Linked DNA regions of Mus musculus: region 2 is linked to region 1. The links are chromatin contacts, called in public Hi-C maps. All regions are on one chromosome and are shown on one strand. The core of a region is the stretch at or near the end of the contact, and the rest is flanking DNA. Distances in the headings are between cores, read along the strand shown.

Region 1 (4,235 bases), core at 571-3,070:
CACAGGCCAAGGGCAACAAACGTCTCTACAAGAAGCCACTTGACCTGCAAGACTAGAGAGGAGTCCCTAGAATGAATTCTACCAAAAGACACTCACTCCTATTGTATGTGTGTGTTGTATATGTTGTGCACACACGTTCATGTGTGTAGTGTATGTCATGTACACATGCTCACACATGTATACTGTTGTTACATGTTCATTATGTGCGCAAACCAGAGTCAACGTCAGATGTCTTTCTCTGTTGTTTTCTACAGTCCTCTCTTAAGACAAGGTTTCTCTCTAAACCTGACGCTCACTGATTGTCTAGACTGGCTGGTGAACTCCATCGGTCTGCTCGTCTCTGCCTCCCCGGCACCAGGATTACAGCCATGTGTTGCCACACCTGGCTTTTTAATGTTTGCTAGGGATCTGCACCCAGGTCCTCATGCTTGCACAGAAAGCACTTTACTAAGCTACCTCTACAGCCCAGGTTGTGTCTGCTTATTACGATGTTAAAAGGTAAACCTGGTGGGCACAAGGTGCGTGCATGCTTGTAGACACAGCCAGACAGAAGGCAGAGGAGAATGCTTGGGGCCTAAAGCTGCAGTCCGGCTTGGATAACAACGGCCTGTTGCCAACCCAACCCAACCCAAACTCAACCTAAGCTACTCGCCACACCCCCATAGTGCCTACCTCATCATCGCTGGTTTAAGACAGGAAAGCCTGTCATCTGGGTGCAGTGAGCATCAACTTGGGAAGCAGAAATTCAGTGGCTGCAAGTCTTCATGTGACTGCAGGCTTGCTCAATTAAACCTCAGTGACGGTGGGCATGCCCCCTACCTCTCAACCCACTTTCCCAAGGAGCATGCAGGTACAAGAGATGAGCCTAAGTGGCTCAGACTCTTCCCTGTCTGCCCCTCCTTCCCCTCAGTGAGGTTTGGGGGAGGATCACACTGAGAAGTGTGGCTTCAGGCTCACTTTATCCCTAACAGCTCTGCTTATTTGAGGTCCTTATGAAGCAGTAAGCTCTCTACTACTCAAAGCGTCCGAGAAGGCTTCCAGGCATCTTTGAGAGAGTGTTTGCTTGTGTAAGGCACAAGACCAGCTCAGCATCTGACAGACAGCCACACATCTGTCACCTGCTCTCAGAATGGAGCACAGCAGGCTCTCCCGTTCACTGACATCCTCCACAGCTGCGTCTGCACTCAGAATCCAGCAGCTGTGACAGAGAGGGGACGGGCTGCAAAGCCTTACTCGCCACGCTCCTGGTCCTTCTAGGGTTAAAGGGTTGGACGGCTGTCCAGATGGATTTCGTCACTTAGATTGGGGTCTGGATGTGGCCAACAACTTCCATCTGCTTCATCTGTGACAATACTACATTAGATCAACAGGAAACATTATTTTCCCAGGAAACAATGTATTACATAGTTACCATGTAAAATAATGTTTTACATAGTTACCATGGAAATAGTGGCAAAGCTTGGTAGGGTGAGGGCCACACCAGTTCCATCATGAAACCCTATGAAGACAGGCTCAGCTCCAATCTCAGTCAGAGCTCCACAGAAAGGAGCCAAGTGCGGTGTCAGCGTGAGAATGCTCCATGCCAGAACTGGTGGAAACAGGATTTTTTTTTTTTTGAGATAGGGTCTCTCTATGCAACTCAGGCTATCCATGTAAACCAGGCTGGCCTTGAACTCACAGAGCTAAAGAGTGCCGGGCACCACACTCCTGCCAAAGCATGAATTTTCAACCCATGAAGTGCAGAGCAGAAGAGAGAAAAACAAAGCGACAGTTAGATGTGTAGAGACGCTCCAGACACCGCAGACCAAAATGCCTGGCAAGCAGCCAGAGGGCGAGCCAGCCGGGGGAGAAGAGCTGTTGCCACAGTGCTGGATGCTGAGGGCCACAGAAGAGCATCGCTAGAGAGACAGAAGAAGGAAAGCGCCATGCTAGACCGGGACCCTACTCAGTTACTGCTCAAGAGGAACAGAGGAAGGGACACAGGCACAGGAGCTGCTCTGCGGAGGACAGCGAGCAAGTGCCACAGAGAGCTGCAAGCAGGGAGGAGGCCTAGTCCTTAAGTTCAAGTCCCATCTTCATCCACCAGATACACTGTCCTGGTGGGACACACCCACTGAACACCCAGACACCCCACAAGAGTTTCTGCAGCGCTGGGAAGCTGGGTTGGTGGTGTCAGGGCTGGGAGATGGTTGGTGGCGTAGGTGTGGAACTCTTACTGAAGCCAGGCTCCTTTATCATCCCAGACTTAGGGAACAAAGCGGGTGGAATCTGCCTGGTTGTTCTCTCACCACTTGACAGGGCAGAGTTTTTTTTTTTTTTTTTTTTTTTTTTTAATAAGAAATAACCTTTTCAGCAAATCCTGCATACTCTTTAACCTCTCGTTCCCCCCGCCCCCCCTCCCCACCCCCCCATAGTTGTGACATGTCTACATGAAATCAGCCACAGGAAGGAAGCCTGCTGGAGAAGCTATTTTCTGAGCATCTCTTTATAGCCCTGATTGCACAACGCTGATACACGGAGGCCGGACTCTCAGCTCAGGCCCTTGGTGGCAGCTATAACTCAAGAATCAAATGTCTCAGAAAGCACAAGAACCATGTGCATGAAGAGAGTCCAAGATAATATTCATACACACACACACACACACACACACACACACACACACACACACACACATGCCTGTACACTGTGTGCATGCAGTACCCATAGAGGCCAGAAGAGGGCACCAGGGGCCCCTGGAACTGGAGTTAAAGATGGTTGTGAGCCTCCATGGAGGATGCTGGGAATTAAACCCAGGTCTTTTGCAAGAGCAGCAAGTGCCCTTAACCACTGAGTCACCTCTCCAGCCTCCCAAACATTTACTTTAAAGAAAGAGACAGAACTGAGAATCTAACTGGGAAGCCAGCCTGAGTGAGGGCGAGCCAATGGGACCCTCCAGAGAGCAAGTTGTGAGCTTAGAAAAGGCCTGGAAAACACACTGTGATCTACTCACAGCAGCTACCAGTATCCTGGGATGGCTGCTCTAAAATGCCCACTTTCAGATATTCACAGCAAAGCCATTGCTGCCATAGGCAGCAAAGAACGGACAGCCACAAGTAGCCCCTCTGAGTTCCCAACACTAACACAGGTGCCAGGCAGACATGCTGCCTGCTCACCCATCAAGCCTCTGTAAACATAGTGGAGTTTGCATAATTGTTCTGTGCTTGGAAGTCCATCTTGTCTTCTTGCTGGCTGCTTCCCAGCTGTGGGGACTCATCCGGCAGCCATGGTAACTTTCCTGCGGTGCCGTTTCCAGCAGGAAATAAGATGAGCCATAACCGACCAGCTGGGTCTCCTTGACTTTTCTTCTTATCCACAACCTCCCATCTCCTCCTCTCTACAGTCTCCTCTTGTGGTCCTGTGGTGGTGCTGAAGAGGGCGGCGTCCAGGCTGCCATTTTTCCTCTGTGGACATGTTAGGATCTAGAAAGCTTGTTCTGAGCAAAGATGTGACAGTTCTTGGGTGCCAGGGAGACTGGCCTCATGGATAAGCAACTTTTACCTATAGAGGCTCTGGCAACTTCCTGAGGTGTGGTGTAGCTGGCCTTTGGCAGTTTTTGTTTTTTTCTTCTTACCCTTTATCCCCCCTAGTTTCACACTAGATAGAAGAGAAACAAGGAGAGAGGAGAGAGAGGAATTAGGAAAATCCCTGAATCTAATTGTTTTCCTTTTGTTTCTTCTATGACCACAGCCACTAACAAATCACAACTAACCTCCCTGAACAACCAACACCAACCACGCTGCCTCTTAGGGCCCTAGCATTTATGTATCCTCTGAAAAGTTTCCAGAATTCCAAATGTCACACTGTTACAAAAATTATCTGCAGCTGGCAAAGCCATGCTTCCGCTGGAGCAGGAGGCAGATCACAGTCAGCTGCTGTGGACAGTCTGAAGCCACCCACATCCCACACGTGGGATTAAAACCAAAGCACAGTCGTGTGATAGTTCTGTGCTTGGTTGTTGTTGTTTTTAAAGAAACCCAGCCCGGCAGTGGTGGCGCAGGCCTTTAATCCCAGCACTTGGGAGGCAGAGGCAGGCAGATTTCTGAGTTTGATGCCAGTCTGCTCTACAGAGTGAGTTCCAGGACAGCCAGGGCTACACAGGAAAACCCTGTCTCGAAAAACCAAAAAAAAAAAAAAAAAAAAAAAAGAAAGAAAGAAAGAAAAAAGAAAACCAAATTCCAGAATTCTCAAAAATGTCA
Region 2 (4,261 bases), core at 103-2,602, 39 kb after region 1:
GTAGGAAAATCTGCATACGCTTATAAGGTGCCTATTTGGGAAATGAAAGGGGTATAAATGCACACAGGAGTCTGTTGTAGTAATCTGAGCGTGTCTGACTTCTGGACTCTGCCCTTCACAGCAAACACTTATTAAAACACTCCCATATTACTATTAAAGAATTTGAGCTGGACTATGGTGGCACACACCTTTAATCCCAGCCCTTGGGAGGCAGAGGCTAGCAGATCTCTGTGAATTTGAGGCCAGCCTGGTCTAGTTCGGGGACAGCCAGGGCTACAGGGAAACCCTGTCTTGGAAAACAAACAATAAACCCAATAATAATAGTAATAAAACAAATGAGCTTTGAAAAGTAGTTTTCATTTGAAATTCCTTGGCTCCAGGGAACTCCACTTGGCTTTTGACTGTTGGATGGTATTTATCATTGAACTAATACCCGGTAATGTCTTAAGTGCCTTTCAGGTATACCACAATGCTCATCAGGATAAACTAGAGTTAGAAGGTTCTGTTTGGAAAATCCTTATTTGAATTCGTATTTATTTGAAACCTAGCCGTATACTTCTTGTATTTGTGGACCAATCAAAAATTCTTGTCGCGGCTCCAACGTTTTCCTAAGTATTTTAAAAGCCAGACGGGTGAGAGTCCTGTAAGCGTGGCCGCAGGTGTGTAATTGGGCAGCCTGCAACGAAAGTCCCTCTCGACCCTCACCTAAGGCTCCCCGCTCCCACATCCTACTCAGGTTGGGAACAGGCTCGACCGGGCTCCTGACATCACTGGGGGACACAAGGGAACCGATAATGCGTAGCCTTCCTGGGGGCATCCCAGCCTCAGCGCTCGCGACTCCCCTGGTTTCCCAGATTTCCTGCGCAATTTCAGGCGGTCATCCTCCATCCAGGAGGGCGCGCTGCAAGTGGCTGTCACCCAGCACGCAGCTCTGGGACTGGTCTTTGCTCTGAAACTCCAGCCTGAGCAGCTGACACTCAGGGTGCCCCTGGACACGTGCCCGGGACAGAGGCTCTCCAAACCTGAACGACACCCCGAGGATGATCCGTGCATCACCAGCCTCCTTGACCTTAGGCAGACGCCCCAGCCCCCCGGCCATTTTTGGGGCAGCCCCCTCCCCCGCCGCCCCCGGAGTAAAGAGAGAAAAGGACTCCACGGGGTCGGGGACGTGCAAAAGTGATTTCTCGGAAAGAGAGCGCTTCAGAGAAGGCGGATTTGGCAGGCTGCGCTGATTGGGCCGCGCCAGCGCCCCTCCCGCTCCTCAATTAGCTCGCGCGACCGTCGCTCTGCGCGCGGGACCCGCCTTCTCCCCCGCCCCATCTATAAAAGCAGGCGCGCGCGTACGGGCCTCCAGGAGCCCGCGGGCGGTCCCGGAGGCGCGGGCAGCGTGGGAACCGGCGGCAGGTAGGACGCGATGGGGTGGGCGCGGGGGCCGGGGCTGTGGCTCTCCCACCTTCGCCCAAACGGAGTGCACAGCACGTTAGCAGGTGCTTGCTCTGGCTGCTCTCCAAAAACAACAACAACAACCAACAACAACAACAACAACAAAACCCAACCAAATGAACAAACACCTCTCCCTTTAAAATCTGCCTGATGGCCAACTTCATAATGAAGAGAAATAGATCTGCCAATCACCGCGCGGCAGCCCGGCTTCCATGCATGAACTATCCAAAGCTCGCGACTGGGCTCGCCCAGGGACCGACTGGCTTTGATTCTGACTAGTGGCAATCTGATTGCCCAGTGGCGCTGGACTTCTCTGATTGTCCAGTGGCCCAGCTGGCCCCGGAAGGAAAGTCTTCCGTGTGGGTCCCACACAGCTCTCAAGACCAGATTTGCTGTGAGCTTGGCCCCAGGCTATAGGGGCAGACTTTTCCCCTGGTGAGAAAGATTACTTACCCACAGCCGGGAAGGGCGTTCAGGGGGTAGAAACTAATAGAAACCATTCACTAGAATCTTAAAATGGTAGATCACTGTTTTGTTTGTTTTTGTTTTGTTTCTGATACAGGGTATCACTCTGTAGCCCAGGCTCATTCCAATGAGCTCCCGGTTATCCGCCTACCTCTTCTGAGTGTTAGGATTTCAGGCGGAGCTTGGGGGGTGCCCAGGTGCTCAATGGCCCTGTTTTTTTCTTTTAAAGTCAAACGATAAGAGCAGTTTCGTGACAGTTCTAGGTTTGTCCCTTTAAGTTATGGCAGGCTCCTTCATGAAGAACTGGGACCGATTCAGTGTCCCTGAGGAAGCTTGGGGCCAGAAAGAGATGGGTCTGTGATGGATTTCCGTTCAGTGGTGGTCAGACTGTGGCCCAGGGCTGAATGAAAGGGATTACGGTGTGGTGTGAGCCCCGCCAAACATGGCTGGTGCAGATGTTGACAGCTGTGTTAGGCGAGCCTCTGTCCCCTGCCTTGTGAGAAGCCTGACCTAAGACACGTTGCTCTAGATGTAAGTTAGCTGTAGGCAGGATTGGGCCCACAGGGAATGCTGCCTCAAAATCAAGAAGAGGAAGCTAGAATCATGTGAGCGTGTTTATAAACCATTAATTGTCCATAGTTGTAAGAGAGTCAGGCTATGCCTGTCTAGGACCTCAGATTGGCCTCCAAGGCAATAGAGGAGATTGTCCAGGTGCTGAGAGCCGGACCCTGTCAGGTGTTCTTTCATCTGCAGAATGAATGAAAGAAAGCATCCCTTCTGTGTGTACTGTCACTGGCAGGGTGCTGGCAGTTTGTGCTGTGCCTGCCCAGGGGATGGTGGTCCCTCCCAGTCTCTCCCCCTTCCGAGTGTAGAAGAGGCTGGGTTAGAGAATTTTAACCTCCTAGCTTCCATGGTCTGCCATTCACCTTTCCTTTTAAACACCCCTTTTCTCTGTCACCCACCAAGACATCTGTCTTTCACAGTTCTGGGGTGTTGGGTACCCCAGGATCCCTGACAAGAAAGTGCCATTCCTGTTCTGGAAAAAACTCCAGCCATGCCAGGGAAGTCCCTTCAGATTTCAGGAGGCTCAGGGACCATGGGGGTATGGGTCACAAATCTATCTCCAGGAGCTGAGTTGAGGCTTTCAATGGACACATCCTCAGATACTCTGGACCCCTGACCCCAGCTCCCACCCCACCCTCATCCTTAGAGGCCACACAAGACACTACCAAACCAGGAGAGCCTCCTATCTCCTCTCCAGAACAAGCTGTTGGAGCCAGGACTCTACTTGGTTTTAGGGGTACCCAATGCCATTTCAGTTCTCTCCCTAGGTATTCCTTTCTGACTTGTCACTTATGAACTCAGTGGTCTTAGAATACTGGGTTTCTTGAGATAACCTTTCTTTCCTGCCTTTCTTGTGAGGGTCCTTAGACTTAGGAGCCAATGGCTTCCCAAGGTGAAGAGCCCCTGCTGAGGTCAGGGTTTCCCAGCCGTCTTGATGATTTGCTTGAGAGGTGCCTCAGGTGGCACCGCACTTGCCTAGCAGGCACAAGCTCTGGGTCCAGTCCTCAGCACGGGGGAAACGGAGGCAGAAAGAAAGATCAGGCGTCCAAGGCCATCTTCATCAAACTAGGGAGTTGGAGATCAGCCTGCGATACAAAACCCTGCCTCAAAAATAAAACTCAAAACTGACTGGAGTCTGACTCCGCTTTAGCCCTCGCTCCCTTCCAAGCCCACTGGTGGCAGTTAGGGCTGCTGTGTGGCTAAAACCAGCCCTGGAGAGACCTCATCTCCCTCCTCTCAGGCTGCTGCCGTCTTTCCTGGCCCCACTACCACCTGCAAGCGGCCTGGAGTTTCTGACCCTCAGGCCTCTTTCCAGCAATCCTGACTTTGTGGGACATGCTGGCTCTGGATGTGACTATGTTCTTGGGGATATCTTGACTTCTCACTGATGATAACTTCTTTTTTTTTTTTTTTTCCCTACCCCAAGAGGTCATTTTAGTTGGAAGACTAGAAGTGCTGTGTTCTGGTTTTCAGGGTGGGCGTCTGTCCAACTGCTTTGGGGATTTCCAGGCTGTTCTAGTAAATGCTGGCTGCAAGTCCCTGTGCACAAATGCCCTCTCTCCCCACGCTGTAGGAAAAGCAGACCCGAGAGTGTCCAAGTGTGCCATTAGGTGTCTGGGGATGGCGGGCCTGGATATGGAGTCCCTGAGCTGGCTTTGTACTGTCCCTTTGTTCTCACTGAGGGCTGATTGTAAGAGGGACTCCCTGTGTTGTTGGAGGAGTCCTCTAGGATACAGGCTCTGATTGCAGGTACTGTACACACAGCTCCCAGACCGAATCCTTAACACTC

What was found. A called contact is a pair of places that touch in the nucleus more often than the background predicts.
Region 2: a contact with region 1 is called in a Hi-C map of bone marrow-derived macrophages, with 106 read pairs. The contact joins the promoter of Irf8 here to the enhancer-like site in region 1. A contact is called at or near these places in 13 of 39 promoter capture datasets (the 3T3-L1 cell line, the C10 cell line, the HPC-7 cell line and 7 more), 4 of 15 datasets of contacts at CTCF or cohesin (CD8 T cells, large pre-B cells, pro-B cells and 1 more), 91 of 484 Hi-C or Micro-C datasets (the 63-12 cell line, B cells, the BV-2 cell line and 56 more), 29 of 115 datasets of contacts at active chromatin or transcription factors (the 230-238 cell line, CD8 T cells, DN3 thymocytes and 20 more) and 5 of 9 other capture datasets (adipose tissue, embryonic stem cells, liver and 2 more).

The regions. Positions count from the first base shown.
Region 1 is chr8:120,695,386-120,699,620 of GRCm38.p6, forward strand. All of the region lies in intron 1 of Gm39265 (a long non-coding RNA gene), which reads right to left. Among named protein-coding and RNA genes, the nearest start is that of Gm39265, 3.4 kb to the right of the region's middle. Within about 2 kb of position 1,821, at least 63 of the 459 cell types and tissues checked have an H3K27ac peak or open chromatin away from gene starts, as enhancers often do. A contact at or near this core is called in the BV-2 cell line, CD8 T cells, DN3 thymocytes and 18 more, where this site is marked.
Region 2 is chr8:120,735,006-120,739,266 of GRCm38.p6, forward strand. Irf8 (interferon regulatory factor 8) reads left to right here and starts at 1,353. Exons shown (of 9, transcript NM_008320.4): 1 at 1,353-1,404.